2 separate regions of the Mus musculus genome follow, and region 1 is linked to region 2. The links are chromatin contacts, called in public ChIA-PET maps. All regions are on one chromosome and are shown on one strand. Each heading gives the region's core, a stretch centred on a gene start, on an enhancer-like site or on the middle of the called end of the contact. The rest is flanking DNA. Distances are from core to core; before and after follow the strand shown. Region 1 overlaps Lpin1 (lipin 1). Region 2 overlaps Gm36235 (a long non-coding RNA gene).

The links. ChIA-PET counts read pairs in DNA pulled down with a chosen protein or histone mark.
Region 1: an RNA polymerase II ChIA-PET map of memory CD8 T cells shows a contact between it and region 2, with 7 read pairs. The contact joins two enhancer-like sites. A contact is called at or near these places in 2 of 115 datasets of contacts at active chromatin or transcription factors (large pre-B cells and memory CD8 T cells) and 1 of 9 other capture datasets (adipose tissue).

Annotation. Positions count from the first base shown.
Region 1 is chr12:16,566,961-16,572,331 of GRCm38.p6, forward strand. It overlaps Lpin1 (lipin 1), which reads right to left. Exons shown (of 21, transcript NM_015763.4): 6 at 4,204-4,302; 7 at 1,430-1,559. Among named protein-coding and RNA genes, the nearest start is that of Lpin1, 20 kb to the right of the region's middle. Within about 2 kb of position 2,206, at least 73 of the 459 cell types and tissues checked have an H3K27ac peak or open chromatin away from gene starts, as enhancers often do. A contact at or near this core is called in adipose tissue and memory CD8 T cells, where this site is marked.
Region 2 is chr12:16,006,472-16,011,463 of GRCm38.p6, forward strand. It overlaps Gm36235 (a long non-coding RNA gene), which reads right to left. Exons shown (of 8, transcript XR_872507.1): 2 at 666-771. Among named protein-coding and RNA genes, the nearest start is that of Gm36235, 6.6 kb to the right of the region's middle. Within about 2 kb of position 1,905, at least 112 of the 459 cell types and tissues checked have an H3K27ac peak or open chromatin away from gene starts, as enhancers often do. A contact at or near this core is called in adipose tissue and memory CD8 T cells, where this site is marked.

The DNA of each region.
Region 1 (5,371 bases), core at 956-3,455, 560 kb after region 2:
TGTGTGTGTGTGTGTGTGTGTGTGTATACATACGTATTAGATATATCATAGACAGGGTCTTGCTATGTAGAACTTGCAAGACCAGGCCTATCTCTGACTCCCCCTCAAGTGTAGGGATTACAAGAATGCACCACCATATCCAGCCTTTATGATTTATTCTTAAAGGTGGAAATGAAATCATTTAAGATGTCTGTAATGCGCTGAAATATGAGGCACAGTGTCTTGAAACAAAATCCTGTCATCCTGTGTTCTTGGAAGTGTGCCTGATTTATTTATATATATATATAAATGTATATGTAAATATATATGTATGTATATGTGTGTGTATATATATATGTGTGTGTGTATGTATGTATATGTATATGTATATGTATATGTGTATGTATATGTATATGTATATGTATATGTATATGTATATATATATATATTACCAACTGTATATGTGAACTTTACAGGGTGAGAAGATGAGAAACCGAGGCACACCCAAGAAGGAAGAAAGGGAATACTGAGCTGGAGAGATGGTTCGTAAGTTGGGTTCCCAGTACCCACATCTGGTAGCCCAAGCTACCTAATCATAGCACACTACCTGGGACTCCAGCTCCAGGGAATCAATGCTCCTGGTCCCCTTGGGCGCTTGCATTTATATGCAAATGCACACCATGTACATCATTACAAAATATTTTTTAGAGAAGACTTGAGGAAGTGACTTCACACACCATCTCTTTCAGCTTATCTGTCTATTCATATATTTTACTGATAAGGATATGCAGGCTTCCCCATGTCCAAGATCACCTTGCTGTCAAGTGCAGTGGGGAACTCACACCCAAGGCAATGCGCCTCCCAGACCCTCCTGGCCTCTACCACACGGAGGTTTTCTCCATCTCCTCCGGGGTGTACAAAGGTTTAGGATCAAGACCTCACCAACTAGATGTTAGAACTATTCCCCACTGATGAGCTGCAAGCTTCGCACACTGCGGTCCACTGGCTTCTTCTCGTCCTTACACCGCACACACCCCCATCTCAGCCCCAGTGGCTTCTCTCTACAGGAGAGCCTAGCCTTCCTAGATAACAGCATTTCTTCCAAGGGGCTCAGATTGCACCGCTCCATTCCTACGACATGATACCTCTCTAACCACCATGGGCCTTGGGGAAGTAAGGCTGCAAAGAAGCTAGGGTCTGTACACAAGCTGCGTTATCTTCTTTACTGACTTTGCATTTTTATATTTAATATATATTTTATATTATATTTGCGATATACAGTGTAGGTTCTTTTGTTCAAAATACACAGCCACACCCTGCCCAGAGGCACACTTGCTGAGTCAGCACCCCGGGAGTCCATCCCTTTACAAAGCTGGGATGGTAATTCCACACAGATGGAGCTAACTTACACACCCTCGATGCACCGTAACACTGAGATTCAAAGGCTTACCTTTGCAGCCTGTGGCAATTCACCCCACAGCCAGAGCATTTCCAGGTTATTCTTTGGCGTCAACCTGTCTGCAGACTTACTGACCAGCTCAGAGTCACTTTTTGGTGTTGAGGGCCGGGAGCCTGAAGGACTTAAGGAAACACAAAACCATGATTTGAATGGGGGGAAAATCAGAAAACAACAACAACAGCAGCAAAACAACAAAGTAAAAAATAAAAAACCTTTGGTTTTGTCTCAGAGTCAAAGGTTCTAGTAACCCAGAAGATACGTCCCTGGGGCCGTTCCCTCTGACAAGCCTTCCTTTGGCCACTAGAGGTCACTGTTTACCACCTCTAACAAGGTAACAAGGTGGCCAGCCTTGTAGCCAAACTGAAGGACAGTAAAAGGAGCTATAACTTGAGAGGTGAGGGGGATAGAATCAGAAATGGAAATTCTCAATAAACTAAAGAAAGGAGGAGGAGAGAAGGAGGAGGACGGAGAAGAGGAGGAGGACAGGGGAGGACAGAGATGAAGAGGCGAAACAATCAGAGGGGCAAAGAGAGCAAAAGTGGGGAAGGGTTCTTGGGTACAAACTGCTGTCCTTTGTCACACACAGGCTTCTCACCCGTGCTCTCACTTTCCTAGCAAGCACCAGCTCTCCAGCAGGTGCAAAGGGGTCCTGACCAGCTGACACTGTATCCCAGGTTTAGACACTGGCTTTGAGAACAAGGAAAACACCCTGTGTGCCAACTTCACTACACTGGATCACCAGGCAGCTGTCTCCAGGAACCTATCAAACAAAGGCTTTCTGTGTCACCTCACTGTGCTGCTCCTAAGTGACAGTGACGCGCCTCCATTCCACGGCACACATTTTTACTTCTAACATTTGAACCAAGTCTCATGTCTGTTCGGCCAAATTAACGGGCCAAAAGTATCAATGCAGACCCACGATTCTCACAGACACCAAGCTACAAGGCCGGAAGAAATGTCATAGTTCTCTTTCTTTTTATTCTCCCACACCACTTCCCTCAAGAGGAACATAGCAGCCCTTTCACACAAAGCAGGAAATGGCTTCTCTACAGCCCCTATCCGTTCCCCTGGCTGTGCCAAATCTCACTTATCTGAGTCCCATTGCCAACTCAAGATGGCACTTCCTGTTGGTTAAAGAAGAGCCCCGTAGTGCACACAACTCCGTGGCCAAGTGAACTTGTATCTATTTGAGAGATTTTCTACATAGCTAGCCTGGCCTTGTATGGTGCTTCCATAAAGCCAGACCTCAGGCTCTTTGACCCTCGTTTTACAGTGAGGCACAAAGGGCTTCCCCCTTCCCTTGGCACCCGCTGACCACTGATCTTCCCAATGAAAGCACACTACCATAGGGCAACCCTCATGGTCTAGCCTGACTGGGGAGGAGGCTCCTGGTAAATCATATTGTGAGAGCTTCTACGATAGAACCCTACACCATACAGACAAGACACACACACAAAAAGAGCTTCTACAATAGAACCCTACACCATACACACCACACGGGAACTGGAGAGGTAGCTGGGAAGGTGGAACACTAAGGAGAGTTAACAGTTCTTACAGAGGACTGGAATTCCCGGTACCCATACAGGCTGCTCACAGCTGCCTCTAACTCCCACTCTAGGGAACCCAGTGTCCACTTGTAGACGTCACTTACACAAGCACACAGCCACCTACATGAATGCGCACATATGTGCTTTGAAGAGGGGGAGTCAGTACTTATAATTAAATGTAAAATCAATTTTTAAATTTTAAGTCAAATAAAATTGTAACAGTTATGATCCCCAGACAGAAATTAATCAGTGCTTACTTTGATTATAAAGTTTCAAAAGTAGATGAGGAAATGTCCACAAAATTAACAATACCGAGGGGATGTGGGGGAGGCCCTGATAAAAACACAAGCCCATGCCCCAAGACTGGTCCTAAGCCGTTCTTCTAAATTCTGCTCTAGAAATGCCGTGGAGATTGTGGGAACCCATTATACAGAAAGCCTAATAGGCTGTTTAAATATTTATAGTAAGTGGCTATTCTAAAGTGGTGCTCTAAAATTAGCTCAGAGACTTGTCTGTCAATTGCCCCACCACAGAAAACATGGTCTCTCAGTCTCCAGCTCCTTGTCCGGATTTTCAAGGCCACTCACAGAGTCAAGCAGCACCTAGGACAGACCATCTGAGGAATTCTAAGCAAGCCTAATCAGGGCTCATTGCTTAAGAATGCATGCTCACCAGGCGTGGTGGTGCACGCCTTTGATCCCAGCCCTCTCCGGAGGCAGAGGCAGGCGGATTTCTGAGTTCGAGGCCAGCCTGGTCTACAAAGTGAGTTCCAGGACAGCCAGGGCTATACAGAGAAACCCTGTCTCGGGAAAAACAAACAAACAAACAAAAAAACCTCATGCTCCTCTTCCAGAGGTTCTAGGTTAAATTCCCAGTGCACCCACAAGGTAGCTCTCCATCCTTCCCAACTTCAGTTCTGGGGGGACCCACCGCCCTCTTCTGGCCTCCTCAGGCACTGCATGCATGTGGTACACAGACATACATGATGCAGGCACACATTCAAGCATATCAAAGTAAATACATCTTTAAAATAAACATGTCTAATCGCCTACTTACAACTTAAAACGAAAGGAAGTATTTTTTCATAAGTAAGTTGGTTAGTGAGCACAACTGATTTTAAGTGTTAGATCAAAATTTGTTTTATATCCTGCGAGTTAATTTTCATTGCAAGTGATTGGAGTTAGAATTAGATCACAGCTTCTGTAAAAACAGGTCTACCTTTCCGAAGCATGGAAGTGGCAAGACTGCAGAGGACAAGAGCTAGAGAGAACTCCCTCGGCCAGGTGAGGGGGAGTCCTCTGGCAATCTACCAGGCTGCTGGAGGCACCGGACGGACACACAGCAAAAAGAAAGGGGGGGAAAATGTCACAGTCAGTTAAACGAAATGTTCTACCACTGCTTGTGGCTCTCAGCACAACGACTCTAAGAAATGGAAACGTTTGGCTGTCACCCAGCACCAGCAAAAGGCCAGCTACCTTGAAATCCGTAGGAAATCAACGTGACCTTTCTCTTGCGCTCGTCTCCTGCTACCCAGGCTGCCTCAAACCAGCTTTGTAGCTGAGGACGACCTTGAACTGCCCGGTTTTCCACCCTGACAGGGAATGAATCCAGGGCATCATGCGTGCTAAGCAAGCACCCACTAACCTGAGCTACCTCCCTACACCATCAGCATGAACTTCCTGGGATGCAAAGATAGGAAGCTGCCAAGACCCATTTCCCATTTGATCCTTGTGCCTTCAGCCAAGGCAAGACCACACATGTCTGGTTGAACCTCAGCATAGAATCAAACTCCATGATCTACAGACTCAGACATGGGCGCTCTCTCTCTCTCTCTCTCTCTCTCTCTCGTTTCCTATAAAACACATTATTCCAAGTGTGGACGACGTAAGAATCTATGTATCCTTATGTTCAATCCATGTGACAACAGTCACATAATCTGATGCCATCAGTATCCTGGACTCACAAGGAGAACAAGAGAGACAGTGAGTCCCTCCCTGGGCTGTCCTAAACATTCCTTTTACATTCTTCAGATTAATGAAGAATAGGTTTCATCAATCAATTAACAGCGTCTAAAGACGGTGCTCTGTTTTCTTCCTAAGTCAGTATGTCTTCTCTTCTTTGGGATCATCTCCCTGAACCAGGACAAGAACACATGAGGTTCCAGGCATCTTAGAGAGGTGTAGATAGTTGTCTGCTGGGTCCAAAGAATGGATCACTGACCTAAAAGGTTTATTATGAAAACAATATTTAAAATATCTCATTAATGTTTTTAAATGGATTACTCTGTGAAATGTGGGTCGAATAAAATCTTTTAAGTTAATTTGATTTTTTTGCAAAGGTTTTTTTGTACTTGTGTTTGTGTGCATGTGTGCATGCATGTTGCTTT
Region 2 (4,992 bases), core at 655-3,154:
ATGTCCTGTGGTTTGGTGGTGTGATTTTTTTTTTCAGTTCTTCAGTTGTAGCCCTGGGATCTGGCATCTCTGCCCTAGAACATTCTTCTCAATAACATGGGTCTATGCTATTCAAAGCATACTTCTAAGATACCTAACAAATGTCTCTGGGCCTTAGCACCATTAGCTGTGTGGCGAGTGAGGTCCGAATCAGTAGACTTAAATGCCATTCCCACCTTGGTGAGCGTCCCTCTATGAATTCAACTCTGTGTGCCTGCATGTGTCCCAGTGCCCTCTGGTTTCTTGATGGATGTCACAAGAGAAATTCTCTCACTATAGCGGAGGGAGGATCCTTGCTTGACGTGTTACCCTTCAAAGTTGTTTCCAAGCCAAAGATTTTTGAGATGACTTTGTGGCGAGGAAGACCATGAGTCATGCTGAGCTTACTAATTCTATTTCTGGAAACCGTGGGAGGTGGTGTGATGTTGTGGAGAACAACAGAGCACTGCAGACACCCTGGTCTGGGATTGGATCTTGATTGAAGCTCACCAGCCTTGTGGGACTGAAGTAGTACTCTGACTCTGGACCTCACTCCCTTTCCCTGTGAAATGGGTTGTTGAGTTGTTAAAAAGACTCATAATACAGCATCAGGACACTATATGCTACATGGACAGGACAGAACATACCTTCTGGAACATACTGCCAGGAAGTATAATAGTCTTGAAGCTTCACAGACACTGAAGGTGTAGGACACCATATTGTTTTCAACTTCAGTGTTGCCTTCTAGTAACACTGTAAGAACGTAATTATATACTCTCCTTAATGGTCAAAGATACCCAATACATTATCCAGAAAATAATTGTTTCAATTATACCATTTAACCCTCATTCTCTCACATCTAACATAGAAATAATAACAGCTTCATTGTTTGCTGAAGTTAAAAGAAATTGTAAGTAAACTTGTTGAATTTGAATAGGGTTTAAATGCATCTATCCTTTTAGAGATCGGATAGGTGCTGTGTGATGACTCTGCTGTATGCCACATGAGCTCTGTCTATAAAAATGCTAACTAGTATGTATTGAATTCTTCTGTGGTCCAGGGGTTAACAAGATATTCTATACATTTTTCAAAGCAACATCCTGAGAAGGCTCCATTGCTTTAATTTTGAAAATGAGGAATGTGTTCTTTAGATAGTTAAAGGAACCTTCCCAATTCCCCTGGATACCATTCTGGGTCTCCAGCCACAAAGTCTGTGACTTCCCCAATACATGAGCCTTGGCTCTTGTTCTTCATTACTGCATAGACAGCCATGCAGGACTCCTGTCCTTGGGAAGAACATCGTGATTGGATAGAAAGGTCTTGAGGCTGATTCTTTCCGTTGGGGTGGAGATGTAGTACCTGCCCAGGCTGAGCTTCCCCTAAAGTCAGTCACAGAGCTAGAGATGGAGAATTGGGCATTAAATTCCTTTTGTCTTAATGCAATACCTAACAGGAAGGAGAGGAGGAAAGCACATCATGGCCAAACAAGAGGAGTGGCATTTCCAGAGCAGAACAAGTTTGAAAAGAGAATCCCAAGCCCTACAAAACCAAAGAAAGTTTTTGATATAAAGCAAACCATGGCTGCCATGCTATATTTGCCCCTGCATATGTGAAACCACCATTTACAGAGGACAGTTAAAATATTTCCAAGCCCTGTCATCTGTTTTCTTTTCCTTGGACTATTGATAGTTCTTTTGACAACTCTGGGACCCACTGACTTAAGACTAGTGGCCCTGGAGAATTATTATTGGTGAACCTCAAACCAGATACCTTATGTGGAAGTAGTCACCAGGGGAGGGATGGGTGGCATCTACATGCCAAGGCACAAGGTTGAATCAGCAAAGATCTCTCTCTGATCTGTATTCTTATGTTTAGACATAAAGCCCAGACAGACAGTGTGACACCTGTCTTTCACACCAGAAAACCAGGGTCTAACATCTGCTCTGGTGGCTTCATTCTGACTTGTGGCTTTGAGCTGGCTAGTTCCTTCCTCTTTTCAGCCTCTGGGTCTTACACTCTGAAGCCTTCCACCAGCCACCAAGCCTCTGATTGCTTTTGCGCCTCTCCATCTTCTAATTTCGATTTTAGATCTCCTTTGCAAGTTTGCATGGCATTTCTTTATCCACATACTTCCTGTAACATGTTTCTCGAGATTTTTCATTCGTGGGTAGTTATCTACTGATCTCGCCAGCAGGAAAGACCTTCACAGAGCTTCCTATCTTAAGTGCATTTAAGGTTTAATGTACAGGGGCTCTTCCCCAAGGAAGACTTCACAAACAAGTCACAAGTTTGTGCAGGACATTTCTAGACCTCCTGAGAAGCCATCTAGACAGACTGTCCCTCAGAGATAACTATTATCAAATGCTCTTCTTTCCTATCCTTAACTGTGCTGAGATCCTGAGATGTTACAGCCCATCCCCCACCCCAAAGAGAGTATAGTAGGAAGTGTGTACAAAAGTGTGTACTTAAGCCCCCACCTCCCACCTGCCTCTGACACTCAGTCTCTGAGCAGGCTTGAGGTGGTCACTTCTGAAGGAAGTGCTGAGGGGGGGTTGGGTGGCTAATCCCATTGTATCAGCTTTCCTGGGAAGTAATTCACACAAGCATACAGTTATATTAATTATTAACTGCTACATTTCAGCCCCAGGATACCTGCTAGGCAAATTCTCTACCAGAGAGCTATGCTCTCCTCTTCTGAATTTTGCTTTCAGAGACTGAGCTGTTTACCTCTGCCAATTAACATGTTACTACGTCATCTCCTTCTGCCTCTTTTTGGTATAGTTTTGACTGTGTAGCTGGCTTAAGCCAAGCTTGTAGTCACACCAGGCCTGCTGGGCAGCACTGATTTGCAAACCCTGGTCTCTGCTAGCTTTTGGAATGAGTAGCCCTGACCTTCTCATGCCTGTTCAGCTAGTGTGGGGCAGGAAGGGGAAGGGTGGAGGAGAGTTCCCACCCTTTCCTGCATAACAACACAGGACCTCAAACGTGCACCCGCTACCCAAACAGCCAACAAAAGAACACTGTCTTCATGTGCCTTGTGTTTCTCCTTGCCCAAGTCCTCACATGAAATCATCCTTTAAATCCTTAAATTGTGCTTTTTAAAAAGGCTCTTTCAACCAGGCAAAATTGCCTCATTATTTGCAAGAATGTATCCACAATGCAAAAATAGTATATGAAAGAAAAGCTGCATCAATTAATATCCACATCTTACTCAGCTCTAGACAATAATTGCTAAAAAGAATGATTTCTACTAATTTAACATATTATCTGGGGTATGAAGAATCTTTCCTCCATATGGAGAGAAAAGAAGCACTCAGATTGGTCTGAGCAGTCCATGAGCCTTCTACCTGGCCTTTGTATTGTTATTATCATTATTATTATTATTTTAAATAACCCTGCTTATTATACTTCAAGAGGTTCCAGACAAAAAATTAGCAAGTTGTCTGCTGATGAATCACTGACAGCAAAGGCTGCAGACAGTGGAAGCAGCTGCCACACTTAGGGAAGACCTAGCAGATTGCAGGAAGGGAGCCAGAAAGCCCCAAGAATTGCCTCTTGGAGGCCTGTTTGACTTTCTCCAGCTTGCACTATTCAGTTTCCTCACCAGGACACTGGCGAGAAGGCTCTGCCGCAGATGTCTCTGGAGCTGTAGATTGGCATTTGGACATTTCTCCGTGTCTCCTGATGAAGCCAGGACTTGGCTACGGTGGTTCTCACAGGAGTGCACACAGGCAGGAGGACCCTGGTATGCCATGGCTTTCTCCTTCCTAACTTAGCTTTGTTTCCAAAACTCAGCTTTAATGACTGAATTAATTTACTATGTGCAGGGAGAAAGTCGCAAAGCCTGCCATTACAACCCACTTGCATCCCCAGTTCATGCCCTGTGCCCTCTCCTTCCCACCCAGCTTGCTCAGATTTCACCGAAAGGAGACACTCCTCCCCAACCGGAATCGCCTAAGGCAAGCTCACTGTGTGGGAATAAAGATGAGTGTGGCTCTTTCCCTATGCAGCAAGAGAAAAAGGAAGAGAGATTCTTTATCCCCCACACTGAGGAAAGCGCGTTAGTGTTAACTGTTACAAGAGCTCCTGTTGCCACTTTATGAAGTTAGCCTAAGAATGAGGAGATAGATGGAAGCGTCAGTCTTTGGACAAGCTAGGTAAAGTCAGAAATCACATTGGGGTGAAAGCAGGTTGGTCAGCCGTCCTGCGTCAAGCTTATCGTTGTGCGTCAAGTTTATAGGGCTCCCACCTTCCTTGCATGACCAGAAGAGAAACCGAAATGCAGAGCGAATGTCATGGAGAGAAAAAAGGAGAATACAGGCTGGAGAGATGCTTGTCCTGCTGGCATGAGAGAATGAGTTTGGACGCCAGCACCAACATAGAAAGCCAGGCTCAGAGACACTTTTGTAATATCAGTTCTGGGAAAGAAGAGCAGGTGGAGCCCTGAAACCCATTGCCCGGCTAGCCCAACTGAACTGATGTGTTTCAAGTTCAGTGAAAGGGCCTGTTTCAAAAAGTAGCTTAGTTGCTTAGCATTTAGGAGCACTTGTTGCTCTCGGAGAGGACCTGGGGTTCAGTTTCTCAGCACCCACATAGTAACTAACCAACACCCATGACTCTCTTCCCAACGAATGCGATGCCCTCTTCTGTCTTCTGGGGACAACAGGCACACACACGCAGCATATACAAACATGCTGGCAAAGCACTCATACACATAAATAAAATAAAATAAAATGAAATAAAATGAACTTTTTTAAAAAGTAAGCTAGAGAGCAATTGAGGATATTTAATGTCACCCTCCGGCCTCCACATACACATGGGCAAAGCCACAAAGATAGAAAGATATACTAGGGGCAGGGTTTCTGTGTTAAGGCAGCTCACTTGAGTATGCTGACACCTCTGTGGATGCAAATGGAGGCCTGGGAACTCGCTCTTCACCCCTGCAAAGCTCTAGCTTTCTTTCCTTGGTGCTCT